2 separate regions of the Hordeum vulgare genome follow, and region 1 is linked to region 2. A link is a contact called in public Hi-C data. All regions are on one chromosome and are shown on one strand. Each heading gives the region's core, a stretch centred on a gene start, on an enhancer-like site or on the middle of the called end of the contact. The rest is flanking DNA. Distances are from core to core; before and after follow the strand shown.

Region 1 (5,012 bases), core at 2,075-4,574, 390 kb before region 2:
ACGGGCGCTCGGGTCCTCTATGGCTGGATCATCGCGGTCCCGACAGCCAGAAAATCTCTTCTTCCCCATCATCGATCCGGCAGACTCTGAGTCCCACGAGGAACGAGATATCCACCGTGGAAAGGAGAGGGTAAGGATCGCCGAGGCCTGTATCATGGCATAAATGGCGGCGGCGAAGGCAGCTCTTGCAGCAACGCAGGCGGCCGCGATAGAGGAAGCCATCCGCGTCCGTATTTTAAAGAAACGACAACGAAGGAACACGCGTGCCTTCGTTCAAGAACAAATCGAACGGTCCATGAAATAGGCGGGCGGCCATTGAAGGATGAGCAGGAGGTCAACAACGGTGAGGATCTGCTTTGACAATAGTTTAGAGCATCTACAACGGATTTTACAAATCCAGACCCACAAAGCGTTCGTGGTTGATCTCCTTCTCCCCCGATTGTACGAGCGAGCATTAGCTGCTTTGCCAGGAGTTTAGAGCATCTACAGCTCGGATCGTTGTCTTCTGTCCGTTGCGTGAGCGTTGCCTGCCCATTCTTGGACGACGTATACGACGGCCCACCGCTTACCTAGTCGTTGATCGCCACATCACACCGCGGGGTCAGTTGCCTCGTCTCCTGACCCTGTCGCAGGATGGGATGTCGATACGGTGAAACCAGCATGAAACTGACAGCGCAGTCATTCATGCCGCCAAAAGCTAGCCCTCAACCGTTGCCGTCATATCAGCGGTAGAAACAAACTAGACCTGCCGATTGTACGAGCGAGCATTATCGTTCCAGCGAAGGAATGGCGAGCAGCCAAGTACGAGTACCGCACGTCTGCAATGATCCTAATTGCCGGAAACGCAATAGGGACGTACCACGTGATATTGCGATACGATGGGACGCTCTCGTCCTCGATCGGTCGATCACGTACGCTATCTTTCCTCTAGAGCCAGCACACCAGCCCTGGATGCGGTTTGCCCGCTCAATTGTGGGCTGCAAAATAACGCCCCTACACGACACCAGGAGCATATATATCTCGAAAGTTTCCATGGAACCATATCAGGAAGAGAGCCGATCGATCCTGCAATCGCTATCGACAAACTTGAGCGTGCGGAGGCGCTCCCGCAACGGACAGAAGACAAACGCATCATCAGACCCGTCGCACAAGCCTATTCTACTACCATGTAGGTACACGAAACGGAGCACGGCGACCGACGTTGGCCGTGGCTCTCCTCCAGAAAAGGCACGACAAGGACGCCCCCACAAACGTCTCCCACCCATGTGACCGTCCGTCCATCGACAAGATACAGCCCAGCAAGCAGCGAAAGTCCCCTGGTCCACGCTGGGCTTCTATGTAAGCTACGGGTAGCCAGCCAGCCAGCTAGCTAGCTGCAACATGGATCGATCCATAAATATGCCCTTGCAATCTTCAATTTCATCACAAAGGCCACGACCCAGTACAAGTACAAACCAACCACGAGAGGTGCTACTACTGCTTTGCTAGTGATGACTAATGCAATTATTAACTTCTTTTCTTCTTTTTCTTCATGGAGTGCCAAGCTACTACGTCCGTACGGTAGTTGATGGATGGTTGTTCGAGTCTTCAATAAACTCGAGACTTTGATGAGACGAGAGAAGGAAAACGTCTAAGCGGGTGCTAATCAGCAGCCTCAGCGTAGCCCGGAGCCTCCCTCCTTCACTATAACGAAGAGGCCGGCTTTTGTTTCTTCCTCCTCCTGCACTGCATGCACGCGAATGCCAAAATAATTCTTCAAAAGTACAAATATGCCCAGTCCGTCTCTTCTCTCCAGTGCTTATGCCTGTGGAGAAGAAGAAGATGGAGATGGAGATGGAGTGGACTAGAACTGGGCGCCCTCGAAGGTCTGGCCGAACTGCCAGCCGGCGGGCGCGGCGGCGTTGCTGGTGACGGTGCGGCCGTCGCTGGAGGTGACCCTGAAGGAGAGGCACTGGCCGTCCAGGAAGGTGTTGCTCTGCCAGTTCATGCCCCAGTTGCGGGACATGGCCTGCCAGCCGGTGCGCGTGCCCTTGATGGACACGGAGCGCGCGTCGCCGGCGCCGGCCACGTTGGTCACCAGCACCAGGTTGAAGTAGGAGTGGCCGTTGATGGTGAACCGGATGCCCCCCTTCTTCACGCACGGCACCCTGCTCGATCAATTCAACACGCGACGCGTCAGTGAGAAGAGGTAACATGCACACGGTGAGAGTGAAGTTGCGACATTAAAAGGCACGGCACAGCACATGCGCTGCACTGTAGGCGGCAGTGCTCCAGTGGAGTGGTAGCCGTGCCTATCGGTGTGCACCGTATCAAATCTGCAGCGTGGCCCCATCGAAACTTATGGACCGAACCGACCGCGGTCCCCGGCGTATCTTCATTCTTCAAGCCGACCGACGCCGCTCGTGCCCGGTCAATCAATCCATCGGTTTGGAGTGCACGATAACACGGGTACGGTAAAAAAAAATAAAAGCTCTGTTCTCACCTTCTGTAGGAGACGGGTACGATGCCGGCGCGGTACTGCGCGATGTGGAGGAAGGCCGGCTCGGCCATGTCGAAGTGGGGGCGCGGCGGGTTGCACCAGCCGCCGTCGTCGCTGGGGAGGCCGTAGTTGGGCGGGCAGAAGTTGGTGGCGGTCACCATGATGGACCCCGGCCGGCACGAGCTGCCGGCGTTGTCGCAGCGCAGCTCGTAGCACGACCCGCACGCCGCGCCGTCGTTGAACAGCGCCGTGCTCAGCGCCGCCGTGTTCGTGCCGTACCCAGTGCTGTACAGGTTACCGTACCCGCACGCCCCGCCTGCATGCAAAAACCCAACGAACAGCGTGAGCGTCTGTGTGTGTGACAGGCGTTGACACATTGAGTTCAGCTAGCAGCTGCAGCTGGCTGCCGGGGACTCACCCATCGTGCCGGAGGCGTCGCCGCCGCCGTAGAAGGTGGCATGGGCGCTCTGCCACCCGCCGTAGCCGCCGGCCGCGGCCTGTCGTGCGAGGAGGCACAAGGAGGAGAAGACGAAGAAGAGAGCGCCGGCAGCGGCCATTGCTGGGAGGGAGGGAGGGAGCTTCCTTGTATCCTCAGCAAGCTAGCTTAGCTTTCGAGGGATATGGTGTCTAAAGCTAGCTAGCTAGACTCGAAATGGCTGGTTGGCAGTGAGGAGCTACTTCCTCCCAGCCGGGGTATTTATAGCCAAAGTAAAGCTCAGTGCCGGTGGCGGTTGGGTTGCAATTGCAAGCTCGATCGGGGCCGTGCAGGTTATCAACACTTCTTCTAGATTTGGTGAGTGAGAAAGAGAAGAAGGAGAAGGAGAAGAAGGAAATGAGGAGTAGATTGAAGGCCGGCTCTGACGTGCGGGGTGACCACGGCCACGGAGGCGCGCGGCAGTTAATACATACAAATCAGGCGCACATGCGAGTGTCCTCGGCATCGGGCGCGGCGTACGTAACGGGCACCAACCGCTTGCCCGGCCGAGCGCGTGTGTGACTTGTGGTGCGAGTCGCCGTGGGGTCCGGGGGCGCCCTACCCTCCACATGCCTCTCACCGGCTGCTGAGCTGAGCCTAGCTAGGACCAGGACTCGGCCGTGAAAGAGGCCATGGATGCAGAGCATGCATGCAGAGCGTGCCTTAACTCCGTGGAACTCATGGGCGGCAAGGCGGTCGAGCAGATGTGTCCACCATCACCATGCATGGCATGCATGGCCGTGTGTGCCAGGGCCGGACCGCCGGAGGGAGGCAAGGGAGGGGAATCCGGTCATGTTCCGAGTCATGGTGCTCGGCCGCGCGGCATGGGGTGTGTCTGCTACTAGATACTCACTCATGATCGGCGTGTAACGGCGCAAGTGCATGCCGACCTTGCCCAACTTGACTGCATGCATGGTCCAGGAACGCTGCATGTGTTGGCCCGTTCGGTGAACGGGTTGTTGCAGTGGGAAGCTGACAAGGAGTAATTAGGCGATTTCAGTTACATCCTTTCTTACTACTCCTACATTTGCACATTGGAGTGAGTGAAGGTTTACTGATATGATAGCTGGGCTCAGGGTCGGCCAGCCAAACCTGGTTTACACTCTTCCAAGCGTACTGCTAATCTTGGGTTACTTACTTGGTCCTGCCGGAGAGTACGCTGGACCATCGGATACAAAAAGGAAAGCGTGGATTTGTCGGGGCGCAACGCGCATCAGCACATGAAGCTGCTCCCAATGCATGACGGATATGTAAGCGAATGAACCAACGTAGTACGTGCCACCCACACGAAGGGAATCATGCATCCATGCACGCACGCACGCACGCATGGTCCAGCGATTAGCAAGTTACCAGCACACTACCGGCTGCAATGATTAGCGCACGCTTTAAGGTTGATGCTCAATTAAGGTTTGAACAGGCAAGACTTTCCGGTGGGCTCCTGGGCCTGGAGCGCACATGGTGAGTTGGTGACTACTCACATGCTCAGTCGCTCACGTGAACGGGACGGACACGTAACATGGCTCGGCCCTGCATGGGCGAGAGCGAGGCCTGAACAGTGCACGTAAATCCAACAACAGCTTTCAGACAGGCCTTTGCATGCTACCCTGCTCATGCATGCATGCATGGCGGAGCCTCTCGTGTTTTCTAATTTTTCATCCATGGGCGAAACGATTCTTGGAAATTTTCTGTGCTGACCCTTGCATCGTCGCCTACTCGCCTCGCCTGCAAAGGCTAACATGGCACCGCCGCGCGTCGCCGGTGTCACCTGCTCTGCACGGCCATCAGTTTCAGAAAGCAACGGTTCCCGAGGCCAGCGCCTTGCCGCCGGAGTCAGGCCCCACGCCATGTTAGTTGCACATGGCCGCCCGGGCCTTCCGGCCGGCTACTCCCCCGTCCGTCACTGACCAGCCACCCCGTTGGTTGGCATCCCTCTTGGACCCGTCACGCTCCGACCAGTCAGTTGTGGTGCTCGCTCCTCCACCCGCCTCCGGGCTGGTGCAGTAATGCAGGTCCACCAGATGCTTTCATCTTATCCAGATCGAATTCCACTTGGTACGC
Region 2 (5,490 bases), core at 546-3,045:
TCGAGCACCCTCCACAAAATTACCTTGGGGGGTAGGAAGGGACCATACTGATTAGCACCTCCCCCGGGACCTCCTACGGTGCGACTCCCACCCGGACCGCCGGCATACTCGTTCCATTGATTTGGGTACCCTCTGTAACCTTGGTATCCCCCACCGCCACCGCGGTGAAGTCCTCTAGACCCACCTCGTCCTGCAGCAGGAGCGCCGCGCCCATGGGTGGGAGGACGCTGCTCTCCCTGCCGCGAGCCAGCAGCAACAACCGAAGCACTCGGCCCTGCTGCAGCAGCAGCTTCCCCAGCGACAGAGACAGTCGACCCTGGCGCAGCGACATGTGCTGCCGCAGGCGCTGTCGCCCCGGTCGTCATCGCCACCTGCGACACCACGGGTGGTGATTGCCTCGCCGCCATAGGTTGCAGCGCTGGAATACGCGAAGCCTTAGAAAACCGCGATGGGAAACCTGGTGTAGGATTTCTTCTATCGCTAGGCCGAGAGTCTCCCGACCGCATCCAATCTCCGTGGTCCTGCGATCGGTATTGGAGTTAAAAAGATTATCGCCAGAGATAGAATCAGACTCGTTCCCTGGTAAAGCATCGCCGAGCAGGACTCGTATATCAGCTTGGGTCGTATACCCAGCTGTATCAGGTCCAGCAGGCTGCAAAACCGCCCCCTGTAGCTGGTCAATTAATGATCTCAAACGTATCTCCCTCGCCTCTCGGATCCCACGATCCGGTCTGGCCGAGGTTGTGGCCGGCCGCCGCTGTAGTGCCGCCGACTGTCAACATTCCTTCTTGACTGGCACGTGTTTCCAAGAATCGATAAAATCCGCTAAAGTTAGTGATGGTAGACGTACCTTAGGTAATGGCCCCTTCCAAGGTCTAACCGCGTTTGCCGAAGTTCGCCGGTGAACCACCCGACGGAGAACCTCCACCTTGTCATCGTTGTTGTCCTAAAGCCCCTTCCAAGCCTCGTCGGACTGTGGAACGAATTCGTCGATGAACTTTGCAACCTGCTCCTTGGAGTATCCGACCAAAATGAATTCACAAAACGAGGTAGGAGGGTGTAGGAGAAAATGCCGGTTGGTCATCTTCGTCGTTGCAATCCATCTCCTCGTTTGCGAGTGCCCAAAACCGACCGCTGACGCGACCGGATACAGAGCTGCCCGGCGGCGAAGCCATCTCATGGCCTAACCCCCCCCCCCCCCCCCCTCTCCCCCGGTCGCGTGCAGATCGCCCCAGATCGCCCCTCCACAATTTTCGGAGGTGGTTGCTGTGGTCAGTGTTTCACGTCTAACAACTCCCTTATGGAATCATATTTGCTATGTTGGACCGTAGATGCTCTTAAACTTGCAGCGAACCGTTTGTTCGCCGGCGCACGGCAAGTTGGCTGTCGAGAGATGCAGATACCCAACTCCAAAGCCCCGGGTTCGTTCGCTGTATGCACGCAAGGAAAGCCCACGCGGAGGAGATCCTTCCTAGCCCCGTATTGCCTCCAACCCCAAAGCGACCAAAAGGCTTGTGCACCCGGCCGCACTCACGCGCGTGTCCCTATCCCTGCACCAGCTGCAGGGTGCAACTGGCGCCCTTTTCCAAAGTACACCCGCGCAACCCCCCCAAGAACAATGGTGCGCGCCGGGACCGCGCCCTCTTATATATACTCCACCAACGGAGCAGAGAGTGACAGACACGAACAGCAGCTACCACGGGCATCAATCCAGTTCGAATAGCTTCCAACGGTGGCCTGGCGAACTCATCTCCGATCGAGCGAGCTGGGTGGACATCTCCCTCGCTCTCTCTCTCTCTCTCTCTCTCTCTCTCTCTGGTTAACTCCATCGACCATGGGTCGTCCTGACTCGGAGGCGCCGACGTCGAGCATCGCCGCGGGGCTGGCTGTTCACCGCGACCACGCCCACGCCCACGGAAGAGGCGGAGGCGCGGCGCCGCCAGCGGCGCCAGACTCGCCCTTCGACACCAACGTGGTGATCATCCTGGCGGCGCTCTTCTTCGCGCTGCTCTTCGCCATCGGGCTCAACTCGCTGGCGCGGTGCGCGCTCCGGTATGTGGGCCGTGGTGCCGCTGCCGCCGCCGGCGCCGCCGGCGAGGGAGGTGCGACGGCGCGGGGTGGGAGCCGTGGAGGCAGCGGCATCAAGAGGCGCGTGCTGAGGAGCCTCCCCGTGGAAGTGTACGGCTCCGGAGAGGTCATCGACGACGTGTGCGCCATCTGCCTCGGCGAGTTCGTGGACGGCGAGAAGGTGCGCGTGCTGCCGCGGTGCGCGCACGGGTTCCACGTCCGGTGCGTCGACGCCTGGCTGGTGTCCCACGGCTCCTGCCCCACCTGCCGGCAGCCGGTGATCGAGGGCGCGCCCGCGAAGGGCGGCAGCAGCGGCCGAAGCCAGCAGCCGGCAGGCACCGAAATGATCGCTGTGGTCATCGTGTGAGTCCATCGGGCACCGAAGCATGCCACTGCCTTGCCTGCCGGCACAGCACAACAACAAGGAAGCAAAGCTCTGCATGCCCAAGCTCAACAAGTGCCACCATTTTCCGGCAACGATTGCCATGCTTGCCAGGCGCTGCTTGCTAGCGGAACGCACAGCATGATCGAAGTGCTGAATTGCACATGTAAATATTCGACGGCGCGGAACACTGTACTGGCAACCTGACATACCATGAGTAAAAAGTTTTGCTGGATCAATCTGCTCCCTTGTCCCCCTTCCCGCCGCCGTCGGCGGCATGGGCGCCCGTCCCCCTTTTCGGCGCGCCGGGGACGCACAGGTCTGACGAGTGACCGCTAGATGAAGCGCTGATCCGCGCGCGAGCCAACCACCTGTGCAATTGCAACGTGCGTGCGTGCGTGCGTCCTAACGGCGTGCCTTAGCCCGCACGCGACGGCGATCGATCGGCGCGCGCAACCGCCGGGATAACTCCGTCGCGCCAACCCCCGAGATCGCCACGTCCAGCGGCACCCGGCGCCCGTCGTCGTCACCCGGCGCGCACGCGATTCAGGCATCCCCGCTCGGATCGGATTAGTGGGGGTGGCCCCTGACGTGGATGGATCCACGACGACTGACGTTCAGTTCAACCACTTGGATGCTACGCGGGTTAGCTGAATAAGTTCCCCGTCAGCTTCACCCGTCCCGTTCTGCCTTTGCCGACTAAAACTGTCTCGGGAGCTACCACTTCCGTGGCAAAAGGAAGAGAAAGATGCCACGTCCGTGGCAACATATGCACATGTACATACGTGACTGGTTACTCGAGTACTCTATTTAACCAGCCAACCATGAACCATCACGTACGCATCGTGTTGATTGGACGGTCTAGCTCGATCAGGTATCGTAAGATCCTCACGCGAGCATATGTGGCACCATTCTAGGAGTTACCGAGTTAGGACAAGCAAATGATGGAGCTCTTTACGATTACCGGCTTAATTTACTTACAGATCAGACAAACTCCCTCCAACAACGACGGCAATGATCAGACGTTCAGAGGCAAGAACAGATAGTATAATAATAACTAACTTAACATAGGTAGTCCAGCAATTGCACCCGTGGCAGCGTGGCGGGCGGGCCGCGTGGAGCGTCCTGCTCCTTCCACCGGCGCCGCTCCAGCACGCTCCACAACCAGCAGAACACCGGCTTCAGCGACTCCAACCACCGGGCCACCACCTCGTGGAGTCGCCACGAGCTCCTGCCTGAGCCTGCCGCCGGGTCCTCCCTCCGGACCTCTCGCTCTGTCCCTGCCAGAGCCGGCGCAGCCGCGGCATCAGCGGCCGGGTCTACGAACCTGGCCGGGCTCGGCTCGGAGTAGCACCGGCGCAGGATGGCGCTCTTGAGCTGCGCCTCGAACGCGAGCCGCTCGTACTCGTCCAGCAGTGTGCTGCGCCGGCCGCCGCAGCCGGCGCTCACGTCCAGGCTGTACCGCGCCAGGACGGTGCCGACGTCGCCGTCGTTGCCGTCGCCGGCGAATCCTATCGAGCTATCCATGGTAGTAGAGTACTATACGAGTACTGTTGCGCCGCCTGTACGCGCGCAATGGCAATGCCACTCGCCGTATTTAGGCACGCTCCGTCCGATGCTCGTGGTAGCCAGTGTGGTCCTCGCATCGCATGCAGCGCATTATTCTGAGCGAAAGTTGGCCCGAGCCTGGCGTCGGGGCGACGGCAAGGATCGTCGCCGGGAACGCTTCTTGCTCTGTACGGCTCGTGTAGATCAAAGGGGTGCGTCGCAACGTCGTCGCCATCTACGGCCTCCGATGGAGAGCGCATCACTGTTGACGGCTTTGTGATGATCCACCACTCAGTCTCGTTCACTGTTGTGTGCTTCGGGGGCCTGGGCCTATGCTGTACGCAAGGAACAACCGGACAACACGTTGCCTTATTGGCAAAGGGAACGGAACTTTGCACTGTGCTTCACCATAATTGCGTTGTACAGTACGAGATTCTGGCTCTCTCGCTTTAATTACCCAACAGAGAAAATTCCGTTTGCTTTTTGTTTTTGCAAACGCATCATGCAAAGTTGAAGTTGCAGACGGCCGCTGCAAGCAATCTGCTCACTTGCCCACACCGTCTTTTTTTAGGGAATGCCAACATCGTTTTCTTCGAGCAACTTTAACCGCGCTATCCAAATGAACGCCCGTTTTGTCTGCATTTTATTTGTTTTGGTCGATCCGACGGATATTCAGGTCCGCTTTTTTGAAATGAGTAAGCGATTGCGTCCAATGCTGTCATGATCCATTTTTAAGACGACGCTGGTAAGAGAAAAGAGAAAGCGAGAGAGTGATGGAATGAACCGTCTTTCTCATTAATGAATGTTGGGGTATTTATACGCAGTACAAGACGGTAACTGCATAGTCGGTTGCTAACTACACAACCGACATAAAGTATGGATTATTAGGATTTTAATTAATCCTTAAAACTTCCCCTAATCTATGCTTGACTAGGTTAATGTACAACTTTTTGATAGACTTGTCCTAATATATAGCCGTCCTTGAAAATGTTCATCATTTTCATCTTGAAAAATCCTTGTATAATCTTAAAGTCTCCTTCAAAAACCTTGTGAAAAAAATATGAAGAAAATAGTATTTGATCTGTTGTTAAAACTCTTTTAAACCCTATGGAAAAAATAAGAAGAAAATGATACAACATGTAATGATTATTGTCTCGTGATAACTCATTTGAGAAAACCTTTGTAGAAGGAGAAAACTCATATTTGAGTTTAGAGAACAATAAATATGTCTTGAGCACTTCCTTTAAAACCTGATAGGGAAAATAGAAAGCATGACATATGATCTTTGAGAAGATATTGCCTCATTAAGAAAAACATTATGAGAAACTTTGAGGGAAAACTCATAAGGGAAAAGTGTGCGATCTAACATGCCATTGAAAACTCCTTTAAAACCCAATGAGAAAAATATAAGGAGAAACTACTATGACATATGTGACCACTTGTAATTATATTGTCTCCCTAAAAACCTTTTATGAGAAACCTTTAAGGAAAAA

Evidence for each region. Hi-C and Micro-C count contacts between places; a contact is called where the count stands out from the background.
Region 1: a Hi-C map of seedling shows a contact between it and region 2, with 3 times the contacts expected there. The contact joins the promoter of LOC123444697 here to the promoter of LOC123444687 in region 2. A contact is called at or near these places in 2 of 6 Hi-C or Micro-C datasets (leaf and seedling).

The regions. Positions count from the first base shown.
Region 1 is chr1H:453,811,773-453,816,784 of MorexV3_pseudomolecules_assembly, reverse strand. LOC123444697 (expansin-A4) reads right to left here and starts at 3,324. Exons shown (of 3, transcript XM_045121509.1): 1 at 2,898-3,324; 2 at 2,483-2,795; 3 at 1,388-2,147. The coding sequence starts at 3,036. The coding sequence ends at 1,844.
Region 2 is chr1H:453,421,802-453,427,291 of MorexV3_pseudomolecules_assembly, reverse strand. LOC123444687 (RING-H2 finger protein ATL74-like) reads left to right here and starts at 1,795. Exons shown (of 1, transcript XM_045121497.1): 1 at 1,795-2,688. The coding sequence starts at 1,835. The coding sequence ends at 2,434.